Linked DNA regions of Mus musculus: region 1 is linked to region 2. A link is a contact called in public Hi-C data. All regions are on one chromosome and are shown on one strand. The core of a region is the stretch at or near the end of the contact, and the rest is flanking DNA. Distances in the headings are between cores, read along the strand shown.

The links. Hi-C and Micro-C count contacts between places; a contact is called where the count stands out from the background.
Region 1: a contact with region 2 is called in a Hi-C map of the N1E-115 cell line, with 3 times the contacts expected there. The contact joins the enhancer-like site here to the promoter of Cdrt4os1 in region 2. A contact is called at or near these places in 3 of 39 promoter capture datasets (cranial neural crest, liver and maxillary cranial neural crest), 5 of 484 Hi-C or Micro-C datasets (the N1E-115 cell line, embryonic fibroblasts, muscle stem cells and 1 more), 3 of 115 datasets of contacts at active chromatin or transcription factors (embryonic stem cells and trophoblast stem cells) and 1 of 9 other capture datasets (embryonic stem cells).

What each region holds. Positions count from the first base shown.
Region 1 is chr11:63,096,641-63,101,440 of GRCm38.p6, forward strand. All of the region lies in intron 2 of Gm36926 (a long non-coding RNA gene), which reads right to left. Among named protein-coding and RNA genes, the nearest start is that of Gm36926, 20 kb to the right of the region's middle. Within about 2 kb of position 3,146, at least 24 of the 459 cell types and tissues checked have an H3K27ac peak or open chromatin away from gene starts, as enhancers often do. A contact at or near this core is called in the N1E-115 cell line and trophoblast stem cells, where this site is marked.
Region 2 is chr11:63,001,706-63,006,268 of GRCm38.p6, forward strand. Cdrt4os1 (CMT1A duplicated region transcript 4, opposite strand 1) reads right to left here and starts at 2,429. Exons shown (of 3, transcript NR_126547.1): 1 at 2,224-2,429; 2 at 400-532.

The DNA of each region.
Region 1 (4,800 bases), core at 1,896-4,395, 96 kb after region 2:
GCCACCCTTGCCTAGTGCTGATGGTAGATTCAGAAACCTAGCCTGTCAATTATTCATTCAGTCACAGGGAAGAGAGAGAGAGAGAGCTTAAGTTTGTCACCAGAGACTACAAATTGACTTCACTTTGCCACTCAGCTCTGGCCCACTGGCAGTAATTATGCACGATGTTGAATTGAGAAAGCATCTCGAGGTCATGTAAGAACTCAGACCCTTACGAATCTAAAGGTCCAGATGAGAGTGCCATCTGCATGGGGTCCCAGACAGTGGAATGTCCACAGTCACCCCACTTCTCCAAATGGCTTAGAATTCTTCCTCAGCTCGGGTTCTTAAGAAGAGGATTCTGATGTATGATGGATGGGTGGCTTGTCCCCCTGGGACCTTGCTATTTGATAATTTTGCTAGGAAACTCTTCCTTCTGCCCATGTTTTTAAAAAGATGTATTCATTACACTTATATGAGTACACTGTAACTGTTTTTCAGACAAATCAGAAGAGGGCATCAGATCCCATTACAGATGGTTGTGAGCTACCATGTGGTTGCTGGGAACTGAACTCAGGACCTCTGTAAGAGCCTCTTAACTGCTGAGCCATCTCTCCAGCCCCTGCCCTTTTTTTAAAGGAAAAAAAGCCCTTTAACTACATCATCATCATAACCCAAAAAAATCCATTCAGATGGCATAGCGGTTTAGCAGGGAGGAGCCTAGTGGGGACCAACAACTCTTCACTCATCTCAAGACATCCCTGCCCTATGTGAAGAGACTCAGAGCTGTAAGGAAACCCTTTTCTCAAACATTTCCCCTTTCTGTAACGTGAAGGCCAATATCCTTATAAAGGTTCTGGTCACTTCTGGTCACTTCTGGTCACTCAGACATAGGATGTCTTTTTGACTTCTGCAAAATGAGGCCCTCCTTGTCAGAGAACCTGCTCTCTAAAGAAACCTAATACTTTCTTTTTTAAAACTTCCATCAATTAATTAATTTATTTACCTCACAGCCTGATCACAGCCCCCTTCCTCTCCTCCCAGCCCCACCCTTGCAGGCCCTCCCGACAGAGCTGAGGGGCAGAGTTCGTTGCCATAGACATATGTCGACTTCAGGAGCCTGCAAACAAACAGAAGTTCAAAAGGAACATTTTCCTGGAGCTCTGGTAAGACTGAAAAGCCCCAAACTTCTGAACTGGTAAAGTATTAAGTTTGAAAACAATAAAAGAAAAAAATAGACTGATTATTTAAAAAATTGTTGGAAGAAATATTTACTTTAAAAATAAAATGGTAAAGTCTCTGAAGAAAGGAGGGAGTAAGAAAATATAGTTCAAAAGGGACATATTTTCTATGTTAAAAATGGGGAGGGGGAAGCAATAACACAATGCATCAGAATCCTAACTAGTTTTCAATAACAACTCCCAGTTTTATCTATCCTTTTAAAGAGAGACATATATAACAAAACAGGCTTAGATAAGGAGAGAGACAGAGGAGACGGAAGAGGAAGCTCACCATGAGGCAGGATGGACTATGAGAAGGACACATGGCACCTGAGGGTGCAAACGGAGCCAAGTAAGGCTCAGTTGGCAAGTTATAGGGCAGTTATTTGGTTATTAATTTTCTAGCTGGGTTAGAATAGCTCAGAACCTGCTCAGCACAGTGCCAGCAGGTAGTAAATAAAATACCAGGTGTCTCTGTCTTTTATTCAGGAGCTAAGGGGTAAAGAATAGGGCAGGAACTCCCCATAAAATAACATCAACATTTGCCACCCAATGTGGGACTGGCGCTGTCTCTGACTGGGTTGTAAACTTTAGTATCCCTTTCCCATAGCTGGCCTGCCTTGTCTGGCCTCAGTAGGAGAGGATGCTCTTAGTCCTGCTGTGAGTTGAGAAACCCAAGTACTTTCTAATATGAAAAATCTGTTTCTGAGAAATATCTACTTACTCATTACCAGCCAGATGTCCTCATTTCCTGACCCCAACACATTTCATGGGCTATGCAAAGACAGAGTCTCAAAACTTAAAGATGAGGAGCAAGGTTTAGCTTTCAAGACCCAAGAGCATCAATGTTATGTAACTCCTCTGTGGGGTAGGAAAGCTTCCTTGTTCCCTAAGGTGACGGTTGAAGCTGTTAGTCAAGTTCTTGAGGGAAAACAGTTGTCCTTGCAAAGTTCCCCACCTCGATGATGAACTGACTTTGGTCACTTGACCTACCATGCAACAGAAGTAAGACAGTTCTGGGTCTGGGCCTGACCCTTGAGAAATCCTGGAAACTTGTGGTTTTGTGCCTTTGGTAACTTAGTAACACTTGAGAGCTCTGGGGCCACTGTGATGTGCGGAAACCCAAGCAGTCACATAGAAAAGCTCACATGAAGGACACTTCCATCCGTGGCCAGCACCCCCAGGTGAGTTCTCAGCTCAAGTAGAATCATTAGAGATCTTTGTCATCTTTCAGTACCACACCTAAGGCCATGTAATGCTAAAGACTCAGCTGTGAGTTTGTTATACCCAGAAGTAATGCTAGACCTCACACTATTACCCTGTTTCTAATTAACTCAGCCCCACATTCAAGCCTCTCCCAAGAGCATCCCAATGAATGAAACCCAACACATCGTAGGAAATACTATAAGCCTCTGAGACTTTATAATACAATACAACAACTTTTCATGAAGTTGAAGAAGCAACTAAAGGTGATCAAACTACATCATGTTTCTGGAATCATGAAAGGTGACACCTACCAGTAGACTGGATTTATCTGACTGACCAAGGGTTTCAGACTTGCTTTTAGAAAAGAAAACACAGAAACTTCTAATGAGTGAAAGCAGTGGTTATATAGGATGTTACTGGTCTTATTGTTCAGAAAGGGAGCCATGGATGGAGACAAGCTAGTAAAGCAGGAGACAGCACACTGCTTTCTGTCTCGCTATGACTCACATGCCCCACCCAAGGGTGTTGCCACTCTATAAAGGAACGTCTGGTAGCAGCCATGCTGTTCCTGGTCCTCGGAAGGAGAAACAGACAAAGTCACTCAGTGGCCATGTGCCATGGAGCTACACTGAAGATGGCAGTTTGATAGATTTCTGGTCAACTTAAGTGAGGTGTTTTAACAAAAGACAAATGACTGGTTTTGTTCATAGGGAAGAATTGGAGCATGAGTCAGACTAGGTAGATATCCCAGCAGTTATAGAGATTGGTCACAGGGCTTTCTGAAGACATCAGTTCATGGAAGCTCACGTCCCTTTTCTGAAATGACATCACATTTGCACATAACCCATGTGTCTCCTTCCATATACTATCATCTTTTTTAGGTACAATGCCTAGCACAATGGAAAGACTATGTAAACAACTGCTATACTGTTTTGTTTAGGGACTGAAGACAAGAGAGTCTGCATGTTTAGTGGACGGCAATTTGTAAATATTTTCAGTCCATGGTTGGTTGATCTCACAGATGAAGGACTTACAAACACAGGATGCAGGCAGTAACTGTAAAATATAAAATAATTTTTAGGTAAGAAGACCTACTTTTTTACAGTGCAGGTAAGAGGTGACCACAGAAAGCTTACTTTACCAGACCTGTGTCTGTGTAACACAAGTAGAAAATAAATTTGTGCATTTTTAAGCACCTGACTCTTTTGGGCTGTTTGTTATTGCATCAGAACTGACTAACACAGCAGTCTCTCTCTCTCTCTCTCTCTCTCTCTCTCTCTCTCTCTCTCTCTCTCTCTCTCTCACAGACACACACACACACACAGACACACACACACACACACACACACACGCACACACACACCCTCACACAAGAGCTGAGTGTAGGTACTGAATGGTGAATTATATTTTTACACTGTGACTTTTGAACTCTGCTTCCCCAGGTTTAGGCTGTAGTGGTGACTAAACGATTGAGCCTGTGCCCACTAGAGATCTGGGACTCCCAACTTAGAATGCCTACCAGCCGACCCAGGAGACATAAGTATAACTATTTAACTTCCCTACTGTACTGAAAACAGTCAGGAAGAAATAACAGTGGATGAAGACCAGCTTTTGAGCTGGGGAAATGGAGAGTACTGAGGAGCAGTGAGCAGGCTAAGAATAATGGAAGTGTTACCTATACTGAGAGAGGTCACAGTTACTGCTGGGTGGGGATGTGTCACTGTGCAGCTGGGACAGCTGTACCCTGCTCTCATGGTTATTTAAGCTCTAGAGAGAGTCAGAAGGCTTGAGGGGAGATGGGAGGGCAAGACTGGACTGCTGCTGTGATCATTTCAAGTGCTTATTTGTATAAAGCAATGAGAGCAGAACAGTGGGGTGGAGGGATCCAGTTTAGACTTGCTGCTTCAGTTTCTTACATTCATACTTCAAATTGTACCACTTATGGCCAAATTGGGCCTGAAATGTAATGTACCCATTGACGAAGGTAATAAGATGTAGTCTTAATTCATGAAACTAGTGAAATGGTGCAGTAGTTAACAGTAGGTGAACTAAACTTATAAAAATAACCTTTAAAGTATTTGATTCTTGGAAGTAAAGAAATATGACCTAACCCATAGCACCATGCATATCCATCACATCAGCAGGTACAGCTTCATAGTGTCGTTGACTCTACATATAAAGACAAAAGAAGCTTGACACTCTATAATACAAATTTTGAGGTGGCAAGAGAATGCAGGGACCAATGGGCTGCAGTCCTGGGCTATCATTCTTACTGTGAAAACTATTTTAACACCAATGAGATGGCTCTGAGAGTAAAGGTGCTTGTTGCCAAGCCCGATGACCTGAGTTCAATCCCAAGGAGAAACCAACTCCTATAAGTTGACCTTTGACCTCC
Region 2 (4,563 bases), core at 1,179-3,678:
CCTAAAAGCTACTTTCATTAATGGGTCAGTGTACACATTTTGGGATGTGCTCTTAGTCTACTTGCAGAACTCTAAGATTACTTCACATGTCCTTTGAGGTGAAAGACCAACCAACAACCAGCCGGCCTCTCCACCTCTCTTTTACCTCTCTCAGCTCCCTTCCAGTAGCTCTGCCCGAGCCCCCGTGACCTTGCTGAGCCTCACCCACACCAACAAGCTCCCTCCTCACGCTTCCCTACCTGCCCTCCTCCTCACTGGAATCTCTCTCTCCAGCTGCCTGGTTCTCTTGCCTACTCTCTATGTCTCTGCTCATGTGTGCTGCTATTTCCTGAGTGTCTTTTCTAAGGTGCCTACCTTCTTACTCCATACCCCTCCCCCCCTGCGCGCGCACACACATACCTCTGTACCGCACGGCACAGCAGAGATTCCACCTTCTGTTGACCGTTGTTCTCCTTCACTGAATGAAGCTTTACCAGAGCAGAGCGTTTGTCTATTTTGTTCACTGTTGTGTCCGTACTGCGTGGAACAGTGCCTGCCACACAGTGGTTGCTTAGTAAAGTGTAGACCGATGAACACACACATGACCCTCACCCATCCACATACTAACATATTCTATAATACAGGGTCCTGCTCTTGCTTTTCCAAACTCTCTGAGATCTCAGAACTTGTTGCTTGTGGAACGTCATCTTATTCTTCCAAATGTCTGTTAAGGGTATAATGGTGTTAGTGTTTAACTATTAGGCCTCTTGATGATATTTGGATATCAGTTCCCTAGCCATCGTGAACAGTGCAGTAGAGTGCCCTAGAGCCTGCCTGGCCTCCTTCCTTCCTCTTGTGCAGCAGAAGGACCCTGTGTGCTACATCCACTCCAGTAGTGACTTGCTTGGCAGGCCTAAAGGCCTGGAAGCAGTCATGAGGCAGAGAGTTTCATGGAAACTTAGCCTCCTGGAACCTTGGCATTCCCATAGCTAGAATGCCCCAGATTTGTCCCTGTGATATTGTGGAGGGTCTTCCATGCTTTCTTACAGTATTTTACTGGATAAGAATTAGAAATCTCAGGGCAAGCTTAGCAAAGTATACTTAGAATCTTCACTACAGTCAGGCATTGCAAACTACATCACATATTAGAAGAAAGTTGGTGAATTCTTCTGACAAATGGAGATTCCCTACAGATACTTAAGAACAGCCAAGTTACTCTCATATGCAAGAATTTACCAAAGCCTAGGAAAAAGGGGGGCTGTGGTATTGCATTATTCAGGATAAGGTCTGCTCCAGCAGAATGCCCCTGGTGCTAGCTTTCACAAGGCTCAAAGAAGTAGCATAAATTGTGACTAGGGTGTGAAATCCTTACCTGACATTAGCTGACTCTACCCAGGGCTGTTTTATCTTTACTGTAAACATTGCCTGGTTCCTGCCAGTCCTTTGAAGTCATTCCTCTGTTTTGTGTCAGATACTTCAATGTACCTTGCCTGTTGTGATACCCTACTCCTTTGTTTTCTGTATTATATAAAACTGATGCTAACTTTGACAAAATTACATCCAGATACAGCACTCCCTGGTGTCCTGTCTGTTTGTTACCCCCCTTCTCGCCAACTCCTTGCCCACCTGTAACCAGAACCCCGAAATTTCTTCCGCAGGTGGAGGGAGGTGGATTGGGGCTGGCCCACAGCAGAAGATTTCCCACAGATTGAGGGGGGCCGACTGAGCCCAGTCCGTGGCACCTGTGTATACTAAGCAAATGCTTTGCCTGACCCTTTTGTTTTTTCATTTTTATTCTCCCCTTATTGTTTTGCTCATTAACATAATCGTCTTTTTTGACCTTGGCTTGAAGGTGATATCTACTTCTGATTCTGATCCCTGATTTGCCTGACAAAATGGGAACAAATCATGGCTGCAAACCCCCACCACAGTGGCCAAAGTCATGCCAGTCACTTGGCTTTCCTTGTCACCGTGGACCCTATCTACTAGAGCTGTGCACCTGAATAAAGCTTTCCTCTCTAATTGCTTCTGTTGGGTAATTTGTTACACTGAGGAGAAAAGAAACACAGAAAGTAACAACCTTCTTCCAGCCCTCAGTTGTCCCAGGCCACATCGCTGCGTAGGTATGATAGGAAGGGCCAAAATTTGAGCTTTCCAGCTTAGTAGTTTCAAAATACTATCTTTAAAATAGGAAGGAAGGAAGAAGAAAGGCAGAAAACGCAAATCAGAAGAAAGAACGTTCACCTTCATTTTCTTGGTGATTGGCTGCTCAGGGTACACTGGATAGGCTGTGGGGCCACCCTGTGGCCCAAGCTAGAGCCTATCCACTTCCTTTAGCTCTTCTGCATTGTCCAGGCTTCCTGTGGCCCTTGTGTACAGTGGGAGGTTGGTATGAGGTTAATGTTTGGAGTGGGTGAGTGTAGGAAACAAAAGCAGATCTTTACACATTTGTCCTTCTCTGCTTCTTTCTAATAGAATCTTGAAGTGTCCACGGAAACAGGCTCCCATTGTGTGTCTCTGACCAGGGCCTTCTGAGCTGCTTTGAGAGATCCGGGAAGTAAAACTTGGCTCCTTGGAGAAGCAACTACAAGAGAGCCTGACTCTCGGGGACCCTTTCCTGGGAGTCATTTGAGTCATGTATTGGATACCTGTTCCCCTCCTCCAAACATCTCTGTGTTTGAATTCTGATACCACAGGCACTACAGGTGCTTAAACTTTGTTTCTTGTCCAAGATGTGCCCAGTCAGCTCCAAACAACCAGTGGCAATGCACAGATCCTGGACCCTTGCCTCCTATTTTTAGAGACCATGCTGACATTCAAGGAAGGGTGGCTGTGAGCCTGGGAGCTCTTCCATTTGGGTGAATGAGCTATGAGTCCTGTTCAGAGGAGAAGAAAGTCACCTGCCCTCATCCCAGTGCCACCTCAGCATCCTCCCTGGGAGTTCAAGTGTCAATCACAGCTCCCAAGCATCTGCAGGACCTGCACCAGGAGCAAGCCTCTTGGCCTGTGGAATATCTTCAGGGGTTGTTGGTGTTTGCCTTCCTCGGTGGAGCAGCTGGAGGATCTTGGCTCCACCCACACACGCCCACCAGGGCATGGCTCCTGTCACCTGATATCTGCATCACAGGCCAGAGGCAATGAGAATTATGGCTGCGTTTACTGAGTAGCAGACACGGCTGTGGACCATGTGTATTACATCACAGACTCCGTGAGGCGGCTGTTTATATTATCCCCATTTTTATCACAGCCATGTGTAGGGATTCAGTGAGTCTAAAAAAGGTCTTTAGCTCACTGTAAAATCTCAAGAGTGTTGGCAATTGCACACATCAATCAGGGACATTATGTTAGTAGTTTAAAATTACCCACTCACTAGTGGAGTAGTCGCACTTCAGAAACTGGCCATCACTGCAGTTCAGGTGTTTGTGTGCATGTGTGCATGTGTGGGTGTTTTGTGCCCTCCTCACTTTTATAAAAATAAATTAAAATTGGCCTCTCTATTAAAATCAATGTACTTAAAGAGGAGACCCTTCCAAAACTCTTTGATAGAGGAGACATCTTTTTCTGTAGCTTGCTGTCACCATATGGATCATAAAATCCAAGGAGAGAAGAGTGGGCTGTGCCTGCAACAACCTTGGCAGGGAGGCAGGAATTGCAATGATGGACAAGAGGGCCGAAGAATGCTAAGGTGCTGCCTAGCAAGCCAGTGGGGTTTGGTATCCCTGGAAGTGGGTGCCTGTGTCCTGCCATAACACTTCTGACTAAATTCTCAAAGGGAGCTATAAAAAGTTCATGGCATCTCCAAGGGATGCTGGTGTGGGACAGCCACTGGGCAGACTGGACTAAGTTTGAGAGAACAGGTGTCTCCTTGGTTTCAGGTTTCAGTTCTGTGTGGACTTCCCTGTGGGGACTCTGGAAAGGTACCAGGAAGCTTTGCTATTTTGGGTAAGAAGACGTGGTGTGATGTACAAATACCCTATGTAGTCCATCCTTGCCCCACACAAATGCCTGCATGGAATGCCACACCAGTGCCATTGCCACAACTTTCACAACAAAGTTTTCTTAACATAGCCTAAAACCAAGGTCTGTGTTGTATGGAATGAAAGTCAAGTTAGCATTTGTGTGGACCAAATCAAAAACAAAGGAAAAATTATTTTGTGTGTTTGTCAAGCAATTGAATGTTTGTGGAAGGTTATCTATCTATCTATCTATCTATCTATCTATCTATCTATCTATCTATCTATCTATCCAATCTATCTAATCTATCATATATCTATAATCTGCCTCTATCTATCTATAATCTATCATATCTATCAACTACCATCCATATCTATTTATCATCTATCTGCTTACATATCATCCATCAATCAATCATATATCTGCTTATCATTCATCTATCTATCCATCTATTATCTATCTTATGGTACTGGTTTTGGAATATAGGGCCTTACACATAATGGCAAAATTCTCTACCTCTTAGATGCATAGTAATCCTGGATGGCTTGTTCATAGTTCTGGGGTTTGGTTACAGCTATAAGTTGGGCATTTAATCTAAAAGTCCCAAATCCATAAGATACCAACATTGGA